Regions from separate parts of the Sus scrofa genome. Here all the other regions are linked to region 2. A link is a contact called in public Hi-C and promoter capture Hi-C data. All regions are on one chromosome and are shown on one strand. Each heading gives the region's core, a stretch centred on a gene start, on an enhancer-like site or on the middle of the called end of the contact. The rest is flanking DNA. Distances are from core to core; before and after follow the strand shown.

The links. Promoter capture Hi-C pulls out the DNA fragments that hold promoters and counts their contacts. A called contact is a pair of places that touch in the nucleus more often than the background predicts.
Region 1: a Hi-C map of alveolar macrophages shows a contact between it and region 2, with 1.7 times the contacts expected there. The contact joins the enhancer-like site here to the promoter of RAB42 in region 2. A contact is called at or near these places in 4 of 47 Hi-C or Micro-C datasets (alveolar macrophages, embryonic fibroblasts, mesenteric adipose tissue and 1 more) and 1 of 2 datasets of contacts at active chromatin or transcription factors (alveolar macrophages).
Region 3: a promoter capture Hi-C map of fetal skeletal muscle shows a contact between it and region 2, with 2.7 times the contacts expected there. The contact joins the promoter of PHACTR4 here to the promoter of RAB42 in region 2. A contact is called at or near these places in 2 of 5 promoter capture datasets (fetal liver and fetal skeletal muscle), 13 of 47 Hi-C or Micro-C datasets (alveolar macrophages, brain, embryonic fibroblasts and 8 more) and 2 of 2 datasets of contacts at active chromatin or transcription factors (alveolar macrophages and skeletal muscle).

The regions. Positions count from the first base shown.
Region 1 is chr6:85,458,256-85,462,063 of Sscrofa11.1, reverse strand. The region is part of intron 2 of PHACTR4 (phosphatase and actin regulator 4); the gene reads right to left. Among named protein-coding and RNA genes, the nearest start is that of PHACTR4, 48 kb to the right of the region's middle. Within about 2 kb of position 1,718, at least 1 of the 83 cell types and tissues checked has an H3K27ac peak or open chromatin away from gene starts, as enhancers often do. A contact at or near this core is called in alveolar macrophages, where this site is marked.
Region 2 is chr6:85,601,659-85,605,328 of Sscrofa11.1, reverse strand. RAB42 (putative Ras-related protein Rab-42) reads right to left here and starts at 2,290. Exons shown (of 2, transcript XM_003356245.4): 1 at 1,971-2,290; 2 at 284-834. The coding sequence starts at 2,209. The coding sequence ends at 414.
Region 3 is chr6:85,409,585-85,413,525 of Sscrofa11.1, reverse strand. It overlaps PHACTR4 (phosphatase and actin regulator 4), which reads right to left and starts at 1,533. Exons shown (of 16, transcript XM_021095668.1): 1 at 1,293-1,533.

The DNA of each region.
Region 1 (3,808 bases), core at 469-2,968, 140 kb after region 2:
CATTTAGCCCTCGCTTGCTGTGACTTTCTAGGGACTAAGTAGCAGTTAGAAGTGATGAAAAGAGGACATGGGAGATAGTACAGAATGCCAGTATTACTACTTTTCAGGCTTTCATTACTACAATGGCTCATCTTTTTCTGTTGACAGAAAAAATAATTATAGGACATCTGTATTATTAAGGTTCATAGAAACTGGTATTCAATGCACTCTACTTCCCTTAAGATTGTTAATTCTATCTTAGAGGAAAATTTAAAACCACTCTAAGGAATATATATAAATATCACTGACTATTGAGCAATAGTTCTTTTTTTTCCCCTTAATGACCTGCATATGGAAGTTCTAGCCAGGAATTCAATCCAAGCTTCAGCCGTGGCAACACTGGATCCTTTAACCCACTCTGCCATGCCAGGGATCAAACCCATGCATTTGCAGCGACCCCAGCCATTGCAGTCAGATTCTTTTTTTTTTTTTTTTTTTTTTTTTTTTTTTGGTCATTTTTAAGGGCCATACCTGTGGCATATGGAGGTTCCCAGGCTAGGGGCTGAATCAGAGCTGTAGGTGCCAGGCTACACCACAGCCACAGCAACGCAGGATCTGAGCTTCATCTGCGACCTGTACCATAGCTCATGGAATGCCAGATCCCTAACCCACCGAGTGAGGCCAGAATTGAACCTGTGTCCTCATGGATGCTTGTCAGATTTGTTTCTGCTGAGCACAATGGGAACTCCTATAGTCAGATTCTTAATCCACTGCACCACAGCAGGAACTTCCAAGCAATGGGGTATAACAGTAAAAGGATCTTGCCTTCCATGATCTTATACTCTTATCAGGAAATACGATGACACAAGACATTTTATATGTACGTGTGTGTATATGTACATACAGTAATGCTGTATTAAATGTCTCCTTAATGCCATAGGAAAAGAACAGGACATTATTTCTAGCATTATTTAATTCCAGAGGAATTTATCTCCTACACCTTAAAAATGTGAAAACTAATTAAGTTCATGTTTTGCCCTTCATTCTTAAAGAGGAGGGAGGGAAGGACTGCATTATTAGCCCATTTTGAGCTTCAAGAGGTAACAACATGAAAACATCACAAAAATTGTTCTCAGGAACTTTGAAGGTGCATTAATCTTGAGCATGGATTCTTAACAAATGGCCTTGAATGGTTAGGAAAACCCTCTCTAAAACATAATAATAAATTATAAGTTCAGGTACAGAATAGGAAGAAAATAATTGACTTTATTTGTTTAGGATGTGACGTCTGTTTTCTACTTCAACAAACTACTTCTCATATTTCCTGTGATACAAATTCTAATCTAAAGGAGGTACTACCTTGTAAATCTGTTCAATCTGTTCCCAGAATACCATGTATATGAATAAAGCCTTTGTAGCTAGCTTAAATTCAGGCTTCACACCAACAGTCTATCTCATTAATTATTTAATCAAACACACACCAAAATTTTTTCAACATATTGTGCTCACTTCTGTTGAAGGAAGTTATATAGAAACTTAATGAAGTTGTCAGAAAATTTAAAACATTTTGAGAAGGCAACTTAGTTTATATATATCCTCTGCTGCCCCAAAAGAAACCTTTCAGAAGAAGTTTCATATGCCAGGATTTCAGTCCCTCTTCCAAGGCATGCTATAGTGAGAATGGCTGTTAACTCATAAACATTTGAGAAGGGAGGAAGAAAGAAAGCAGAAGCAGGAATGAGACTTTTTTTTTGGCATCACCCATGGCACACAGAAGCTCCTGGGTCAGGGAACCCGTGCCACAGCACTGACAATGCCAGATCCTTAACCTGCTGAGCCACCAAGGAACTCCAGGAATAAGCCATTTTTAAAAGCAGTGGGGGCATGAAGCATCACAGTACGTAAACTGTACACATATTTTCTCTGGACCCTTCCTTCCTCTAACACTTACGTAAAGTGTAGCCATTACTCAAAAATAAATAAATAAATAAATAAAAATAAAAACACCCAAAAAACAAAAAACCCTAGTAGGATATACTAATACAGAATAGTTTCATTATGTTCTACCAGGTTCCTTTGAAAGGAAAAGGAATAAAACAAAGAGAATCAGGGTAAAAGCTGTTTGATTCCTTTATCACCTTTCCCACTCCATGACCTTGAATGCCTGTCCCACACCAATCCTGACAGAATTCTGGAGGTCTGTTTTTTGGAAAGGATAAAATAAATGGTTTCTGGACTGGGAGACCAAAAGACAGTTGATGGTGGGAGTATAGCATGAAAAACTGAGGGGAACTGAGTGAACATAATGAATACTGAACCCACCCAGTCTTCATCACTCCCAACATACAGTGATCAGAAGATTCTACCCCTTGAACCTTGGTACTAATAACAGAGATATTCCCTAACAATAGGGAAAAGAAACTCATACTATAGTAAGGCCCAAAGGCAACCAGCCTATGCATTTAATAAAGCTTCTAATTTAAAGCTTCCCACTCTTAATCACAAGCAGACAGCTAATTATCACAGACTTCAGAGGAAAACGCTAACATAAAAGATCAAAACAAACAAAGGAAAGCAACTTTGGGGAAAATAATCTATGCAGGGCAAAGTTAATCTGTTCAAATAATAAAAGGATATTATGAAAGAAATAGTCAGAGAATAAAAAAGACTTCTAGAAATTAAAAACCTAACAGTGGAAAATAAAATTTTAATAGAATATAAAGATGAAGAAACCATGGAGTTCCCGTCGTGGCTCAGTGGTTAACAAACCCGACTAGGAACCATGAGGTGGTGGGTTTGATCCCTGGCCTTGCCCAGTGGGTTAAGGATCTGGTATTACCACGAGCTGTGGTGTAGGTTGCAAACGTGGCTCGGATTCTGTGTTGCTATGGCTCTGGCGTAGGCCAATGGCTGCAGCTCTGATTAGACCCCTAGCCTGGGAACCTCCATATGCCACAGGTGCGGTCCTAAAAAAAAAAAAAAAAAAAAAAAAAAAAAAAAAAACCCCCAAACTGTTCAAGAAGCAGAGATAAGAAAAAAAAAAAGGAGATGAAAATCAGATAACTAGTTCAGGAGACCCATTATTAAGACTCTATTGATAATCAAGAAAGAAGAAGACATGGGATTTAAGAAATAAAAAAGCCAACACAGGAGAGGAGCAGAGTTTCCAGATAAATAAGGACCCCAGGAAGACAGCTGTGTACTACACACAAGGGGACACTTGTCCAGATTGGAGCAGTGTGACTCAAGAGACATACTCAAGGCTGTCATTACCATGACCTTTGCTGCCATGTATTTTCTTCTTAAAGATAAGAACACAATGCCCAGGTGAGCATGGGCTTCAGAGCTTGTCCTAACTAAATGCTAATGAATTTCTTTTCAAAATACTGAGCTGCCTAAAGAGCTAAAAATGCTGATTTCACCACACAGAAGTGTTCTTTAACCTACTGCTGAAAGCTGCAGGTAGGTCATGGTCAACTTAGGAGAAACCACAAAGCTGCTCACTCCCTGACTGTACTTCTGTCAAGTGACTACGCCCTAGCCCACACTACGGCTCTGCCCAAGAAGTCTTGACTCTGTCCATGACTTCCACAGAAAAGCCTCTGTGCACATTGGAAAACTGAAACAAGTATGGTCCATTGATCCCTGAGGATCCCCAAGATCCTTTCAGGAGTCCACAAGGTATGACTACATACTTAATAATACTAAAGAATTAGTTACCTTTTTCACTAAGTCATCACTTGTACTGAGGGTACAAAAGCAATGGTGAGCAATATTGCTGGTACCATTACACAAATCGAGGCAGTGGCACCAAACTGCAGGATACATA
Region 2 (3,670 bases), core at 1,041-3,540:
GGCTCAGCGTCCAAGTCCAGGGACACTGCCAAAAATGGCCACATCCAAGCCAAGAAAGAGCAGTGATGACAGTTCTCGCCGTTCCATCCTCACAGTGTGGGAGGCCCTGGCTGAGCATATGCCACCCGTTCATGCCCTCAACCCCCTGTGAGGTGAGGTCTTTTATGAGCTCCTCTTGCTGGAGGAAACAGGCTTAAGGACAGGAAGCTGCACACCTGGCCTTTTAGACCTTTCTGGTGGAAAGGGGCTGAGCTCTGAGACCCTAAAATCCAAGAAGCGTGACTGTGCCAGGATACTGTATATATTAACTGTCTGGACAGATTCTGCCATTTGCCCTCCCGAGAGATATTAACACTCTCCATCCCCCCAGGCCTTCTGAGGGCAGCGCTGCTTTAACCCTTTCCCTCCCAGAGTCAACACTGGCATGGGCCCGGATGCTGCTTCCTGCTGAGGGGCCTGGGGGGTTGGGTGTTGATGAGCCGGACACCCCCCCAGTCCTCCTCCAGCTTGATGTCCCCCTGCTGCAGGGCCTGCTGGATGGCATCAGCAACGGTGTTGAAGGCCAGATCCACATTGCAGTTATTTTTGGCGGAGGTCTCCACGAAGGCCATGCCCAGGGAGGCAGCCAGCTCTTCCGCCTCCTGGGCTGAGACACATCGCATGCTCTGCAGGTCACTCTTGTGGCCAACCAGCAGGAAGATCGCCTTGTCGGGGCCCTGAGTGGCCATGACCTCCTGGTGCCAGTCTCGGATATGTTCAAAGGACTTCCTGTTTGTCACATCAAAGACCAGCAGGACACCCACCACATTCCGGTAAAAGGACCTGGTGATGCACCTGATGGTGGAGGGAGTAAGTTATGAGACACCTTCAAGACACCCCAGAGGCAGGACTCCTTTCATCCACTGACTGCTTCACACTCCCCATTATAGCTCATCTCACACTGCCCTGTGAGTCTTTTCCCCAGCATCTGTCTCTCCCAAGTAACTGTGTGCTCCCCACTTAGGGAGCAGGGTTTTTTTTTTTTTTTTTTTTTTTTTTTTTCCTTTTTAGGGCTGCCCTTGCAGCACATGGAGGTTCCCAGGCGAGGTGTCAAATCAAAGCTGTAGTCACCAGCCTACACCACAGACACAGCAACACCAGATCCCCCCCATGTCTGTGACCTACACCACAGCTCATGGCAGCGCTGGATCCTTAACCCACTGACCAAGGCCAGGGATCGAACCTATGTCCTCGTGGATGCTAGTCAGATTCATTTCCAGTGAGCCATGATGGGAACTCTAAAGGAGCGGTTTTGATTTCCATACTCTCCTGACCATTTCTGCATTCTTGATGTTTTTCCGATTGCAGGTTTTGTTTCCCCATTCTCTGGCTGGCAAACTCCTATGCATCCTGTATCGCCAACACAAATCTCTCTTCCTTTCGCATCTCCTTGACACCTCCCTCTCTCTGCTCCTATGGGCTTTTCAACACCCAGGTCATTCATCCCTCCAAATTCAATGTCAAAACTTTCCTCTGGGGCAGGGCACCAGGTCTCAGGTATTGGGCTCAGAGGCTGTGTTTGCAGGATGAATGGCTCAAGAGTGAAGGACTTATAGGAACTCCCGTGGAGGACATGGGTTTGATCCCTGGCCTCACTCAGTGGGTTAAGGATCTCGCACTGCCGCGATCTGTGGTGTAGGTCGGATCCTGTGTTGCTGTGGCTGTGGCTATAGCCTAGGTCAACAGCTACAGCTCCGATTCAACCCCTAGCCTGGGAACCTCCATATGACGGGGGTGTGGCCCTAAGAGAAAAAAAAAAAAAAAAAGTGAAGGACTCAGATCCAGGATGGGGACCCCCAGATCTCTACTTGGGCCACTGCGACTGACCACCTCCATGGTCAGGGGGACAGGCATTGAGCCGCCCCAACCAGAGGTCCCTCTCCCGCCCCACCTCCACCCCACTCCGCCCCAGCCCTGCCCCCACCGCGCACCTGAAGCGCTCCTGGCCCGCAGTGTCCCAAAGCTGCAGCTTGACGCGCGGCCCGGCCCGCAGCTGTAGAGTGCGGCTGTAGAACTCGACGCCCACCGTGGGCGCCGACTCGAGCTCCGGCTCGGGCTCTGGTATCCAAGGCGCGTCCGCCACGTAGCGCCGCAGCAACGACGTCTTGCCCACAGCCGTGTCCCCCAGCAGCGCGATCCGAAACTGGTAGCGGAAGCCCCCAGCCTCCATGGCCGGCGTCGTGGCTCCCTCCGGCCGGGAGACCGACTGTCCGGGCCGCGCCCTGCGGCTCCGCCCCCAGCCCCGCCCCCTCCTCGGGCCCCGCCCCCGGGCCGTGTGCAGCCACCCTGACCAGCGTCTTTGGCACCAAGGAAAAGGACCTGGAGGAACCCAAACCCGAGGAAACACCTGGGCAAGTCAATTCCTCACTCTGGACTTCAGATTCCTCCTCTGTAAAATGGGGATAATAATCCCTACTTCACAAGATGAAAAAATTAAACTAGATAATGTGGGGAGGAGGACTAGGGAGAATCAGACTTGCACTGACCTGAATCTAACAGCGCCAGAGCATCCACTTCTCATTGTTGGGATGGTTTCTCTCTGCAGCCCCCACTCTCTGTTAGTCTCCCAGTAGGGCCCCCGCTGCTGGACCTGGAGACACCACTCAAGAAAGTTGATCATTTATAGGTGCTCTTTCCCCACCCACGTGCCCCTTTCCTGGAGCCCCACTGGCCTGGTCTGGGGCCTTGTGTTCAATGTTCGGGTTCAATGTTCAGCAGTCCCTATTGCTTCCTCCCTGCCTGCCTGTGCTGGGCCCCAGAGAGGGACCTGGACACAGTGGGGTAGAAGAGGCAGGGTACAACTGCAATTCCAGAGGAAGGGCAATTGGCTGTGGACAGGACAGCTAACATTTATGAGGCCAGATGGTCAGTTCCTAATGCTTTGGGACAGCAATGCTTTGAGAAGGCCGTAGTGTGTCCATTTTAGAGCTAAGGAGATGGAGGCTTAGATGTGTGACTTGTCTCAGGTCACAGCAGAACTCGGACTTGTGGAAGTTCCTGGGCCAGGGATCAAACCCATGCAGTTGTAACCTGCCCCACAGCTGCGGCAATGCTGGATCCTTAACCCACTGCATCACATGGGAACTTCTTAGATTTTTTTCCCCCTTCACTATCCCTTTGATGCCACTAAAGGGGACTGCAAAGCAAATTCCCAAAGGACCAGACAAAGTCATCGGGTCCCACTTGGGTTAGGGGCGAGAGGAAGGCAACCACATCTGTATCCAAGATCCACTCCATAATTTTCAGTCTGATCTTCTGGACACTCAGGATTTCAGGGAGTTCTGGCTGGTCCCAAACAGCTTGTCTATACGTTTAATCCCACTGTCCCACTGTGGATGGTAGTTACCAGTTTAACTTGTTTTGGCAAACTGGCAGTAGGGAGCAGTTCTCCCTAAAACAAACCGTCACATCATCACATTTCCTCCTTATATAACCTTGTGAGTAGATGTTAGTCTGCCCAGTTTTTTACAGATGAGGAAACTGAGGCTCAGAGAAGTTAAGTAACCAATCTAAAATCACTAGCATGGAAGATTGAGACTAGCTTCCCAGTCTGTTTCTGGCTGGATAGGCTGGGGACTAGGGAAGGCCCAGGTTTTCTTGTACCTACCTCTAAATAAATCACTGAGAAGCC
Region 3 (3,941 bases), core at 284-2,783, 190 kb after region 2:
TATGAGATATCAAAGTAATAAGGTACAAAGGTTTTTATTTGCCTACTTGACTAGGGTGGGAATTTAACCTATATGAGTTCTATAACCTTTTATGATTCATATAAAGATGTTTTGGTTGTCCTCATTTCAGAGACTTGAAAGACTAATTTATTTCTCAAAAAAAGAATCTGCAATGGTTTTTAAAAAGCTTTACTTCAAAGTGAACCTAGTAACGCAGTCTTCCAAGGGAAGATACATAAAGTTACCATCAACAAAATGTGATCAAACCCACATAATTCACCAGTTGCAGTAAACTACCTCTCCTCCCTCAAACTGGCTTCATATATTACATCTGAGGCTTTCTAGAAGCCACTAGGTCTCTGGTTTCTGTATAAAGCGGCTCCTTCTAATAACGGACGTTTGCTTTTAACTTTTCGTTTTAAGCTGAAAAAATAAGAAATAGATTTGGAGAGTAGGAGACAGGGAGCGAGAAACTGGGCGGCTGGATGAAGTGCTATCGTCTTTTTCTGCAAGCAGTGGATGAAGAGGCTGCTAGCTGCCCTATAAATCACTTTCTTTCCTCCGAGATTCTAGAGGTGTGTGAACTACTATTCTGCCCGTCCGCGTTAGTTCTTGGACTCCTCATCACAGCTGCGACCCATATAGACATCGCAGCAAATTCGATCCCTTCCCGGTTTCTAGGGGAGAGGGACTCACTCATTTCCCAGAGGCCCATCCCCCCACCAAAAAATGCCTGGAAGAGATCAGTGCCCTGAAGCCACCCGGGGTTGACATACATGAGCTGGACAATAACTTCGAGGTTTTCAACAGAAACTCTGTCTGCCTCTACTTGGCTCCGAAACCTCGGATCTGCCTAGCTGGGATGCAGAGGTATGAGGGAGGAAGGGTTTAAAAAATGGACTTTGACCCGATCTGGTTACCATAACCGGATCCCCAGAGACTAGTCCCTCTCCGCGACTGGCCGGGAGTGCTCCCTCGAGAAGGCGAGTCCACCGCCGGGCACAAAGGGGCGCAAAGCAGCCCAGACAAAAGAGCCCCGCCAAGTCCCGGGGGGCGGAGAGGGTTAGTCTGCGCGGGGCGCGCCGCAGGCGGAGAAGCTGCCGCTGACCGTTGTGGGAGGGCGGAGGAAGAGGCGGCGGCCACCGCCCGCTCCGCCCTGGCCAGAAGCGACCACGGCCCGGCCGGTACCCTGGCCCGCACCGCGACCCCCAAGCGGAGCCAAGAGCGCTGCCCGAGCCCACGAGACGCCCGCCGCGCGACCCCGCGCACTTTCCCCTGCTTGCCGAACTCACCCGGGGCGCCGCCGCCGCCGCCGCCGCCGCCTCAGCCTCCAAAGTAGTTTCCCCCGGAAATCCTACCTGGCCCGCCGGCCTCCAGGGTGCTGCCAGAGCCTTCGGCCCCCGGGAGGGGGGAAAGGGAGCAGGCAGGACAGTGAGGGATAGGAAGTGCCGCCGCGGGGCCTCACGGGACTTGTAGTCTCCTGGAAAGAGCCCGCTGTGTCGCCAGCCGGTCAAAATGGCGGGAACCCCTCGCCCTTAGCTCCAGGCGATCGGCTCCACACGGCCTCTCCGGGCATGCGCCGCTCACTGCCGATTTCCTGCGGGTAAAAGAACTCGGGCACCTTTCCTGGTATTAAACAGAGCAAAGGTCTTTGGACTCGGGAGGACAAAGTTCAGTGCTGGGCTCTAGGGAGCGCCTAAGTACGCAGCTGATGCAGATATGCTGTTTTAGAAAGCTGTGTCCAGTCCCCGTGTGGCTAAATTTCAATTTCAATCTCCCCCCGAAAGAAAAAACTATTGAGAGCCAATTTGAAGTGCAGTAAAATTGGAAGCAAGTTACCCGCAACTTTGTGCATAAGGAAGGAACCTGGGAATCATTTTTATCATCTTCAGCCCATGAGGTCCAGTCACTCCACACCCCGGAGTTCCTTACCAGTTTTTCCACTACCATCACCTGCAGGAAGACACCATTACCTCTCCAAGTTTCTCTAGTTTCAGACCTCCAGGCAATCACCCTCCAAACACCTTCCTTGCTGCTGTCAGAGGATCTTTCTAAATGCCAAACCCATTGTGTCACAGTCCAAATTAGACCTAAATGTAAAACCTAAAGCTACAAAACTTCTAGAGGAAAACACAGGAGAAAATCCATGTGACTTTCAAATACACAATCCATAAAAGAAAAATCGATAAACTGCACAACAGCAAAATGATCACTTTTGCTCTTTAAAATACTGTTATGAAATAAGGCAAACCACAGACCTAGTTGAAATAGCAACAAAACCTATATCCAACAAAGGACTAGTATTTAAAATACACAAAGAACTCTTTCAACTGAAGACAATCTAGTTTAAAAAAAAAAGATTTGAACAGAGACACTTTACCAAAGATAATAATAAATGGATGGCAAATAAACACATAAAAGATGTTAGGGAAATGCAAATTAAACCACAGTGAGATAACATTACATACCCACTAGAATGGGTAACATCAAAAGACTGGCAATATGAAGTGTTAGCAAGAATGTAGAGCAGTGGGAATTGTCATTCTACTGGTAAGACTGTAAGATGATACAACCACTCTGGGAAACTGTTTGGCAGTTTCTCTAAAAATTACATACACATCAGAGTTCCCATTGTGGCTTGTGGTTAATGAATCCTACCAGGAACCATGAGGTTGCGGGTTCGGTCCCTGGCCTTGCTCAGTGGGTCAAGAATACAGCGTTGCCGTGAGCTGTGGTGTAGGTCAAAGAGGCGGCTCAGATCCTGTGTTGCTGTGGCTCTGGTGTAGGCTGGCGGCTACAGCTCTGATTAGACCCCTAGCCTGGGAACCTCCGTATGCCGTGGGTGTGGCCCTAAAAAGACCAAAATAAAATAAAATAAAATAATATACCCATCTACCATATGGCCCAATCATTATACTATAGGTATTTACTCAAGACAAATGAAAGCATACGTCTGCACAAAGACTTGAACATGAATGGTCACAGCAGCTCTATTTGTAATAGTCAATCCTGCTGCATAGTACTGGGAACTATATCTTGTCACTTATGATGGAGCATGATAATGTGAAAGAAAAGAATGTATATATGTATGTGTGACTGGGTCACTTTGCTGTATGTACAGTAGAAAATTGACAGAACACTGTAAACCAGCTATAATGGAAAAAAAAAAGTAATAGTCAAAAGAATGGAAACAACTCCAATGTTCTTCAAAAAGTAAATGGATATTTATTTGGAGTTCCCGTCGTGACTCAGTGGTTAACGAATCCGACTAGGAACCATGAAGTTGCAGTTTCGATCCCTGGCCTCACTTAGCTGGTTAAGGATCCAGCAGTTGCCATGAGCTGTGGTGTAGGTTGCAGACTCGGCTCTTATCTGGAGTTGCTATGGCTCTGGCGTAGGCCATCGGCTACAACTCCCATTAGACCCCTGGCCTGGGAACCTCCATATGCTGCAGGTGCGGCCCTGAAAAGACAAAAAATAAAACAATTTTTAAAAATAAAAATAAAATTCTAGGAATTGCTATGACAAAAACAGTTCAAGTGGTTGCCTGGGGACCAGGAAAGCATGGTAGGAAGGGATTATAAAGGGGATGAGGAAATTTTTGGAGGTGACAACTGTGTTAATCATTTTGATGTGGTTATGGTTTCAAGGCCAGATGATGAGTTTCAGATAAATTGAAACTCATCAAAACTGCAGACTTTAAATATATACTGTTTTGGAGCTCCCGTCTTGGCTTGGCGCAGTGGCAACAAATCTGACTAGGAACCATGAGGTTGCAAGTTTGATCCCCGGCCTCCATCAGTGGGTTAAGGATCTGGTGTTGCCATGAGCTGTGGTTTAGGTCGCAGACGCAGCTGGGATCTGGCGTTGCTGTGGCTGTGGCATAGGACAGCAGCTGTAGCTCCAATTAGACCCCTAGCCTAGGAACCTCCATATGCTGC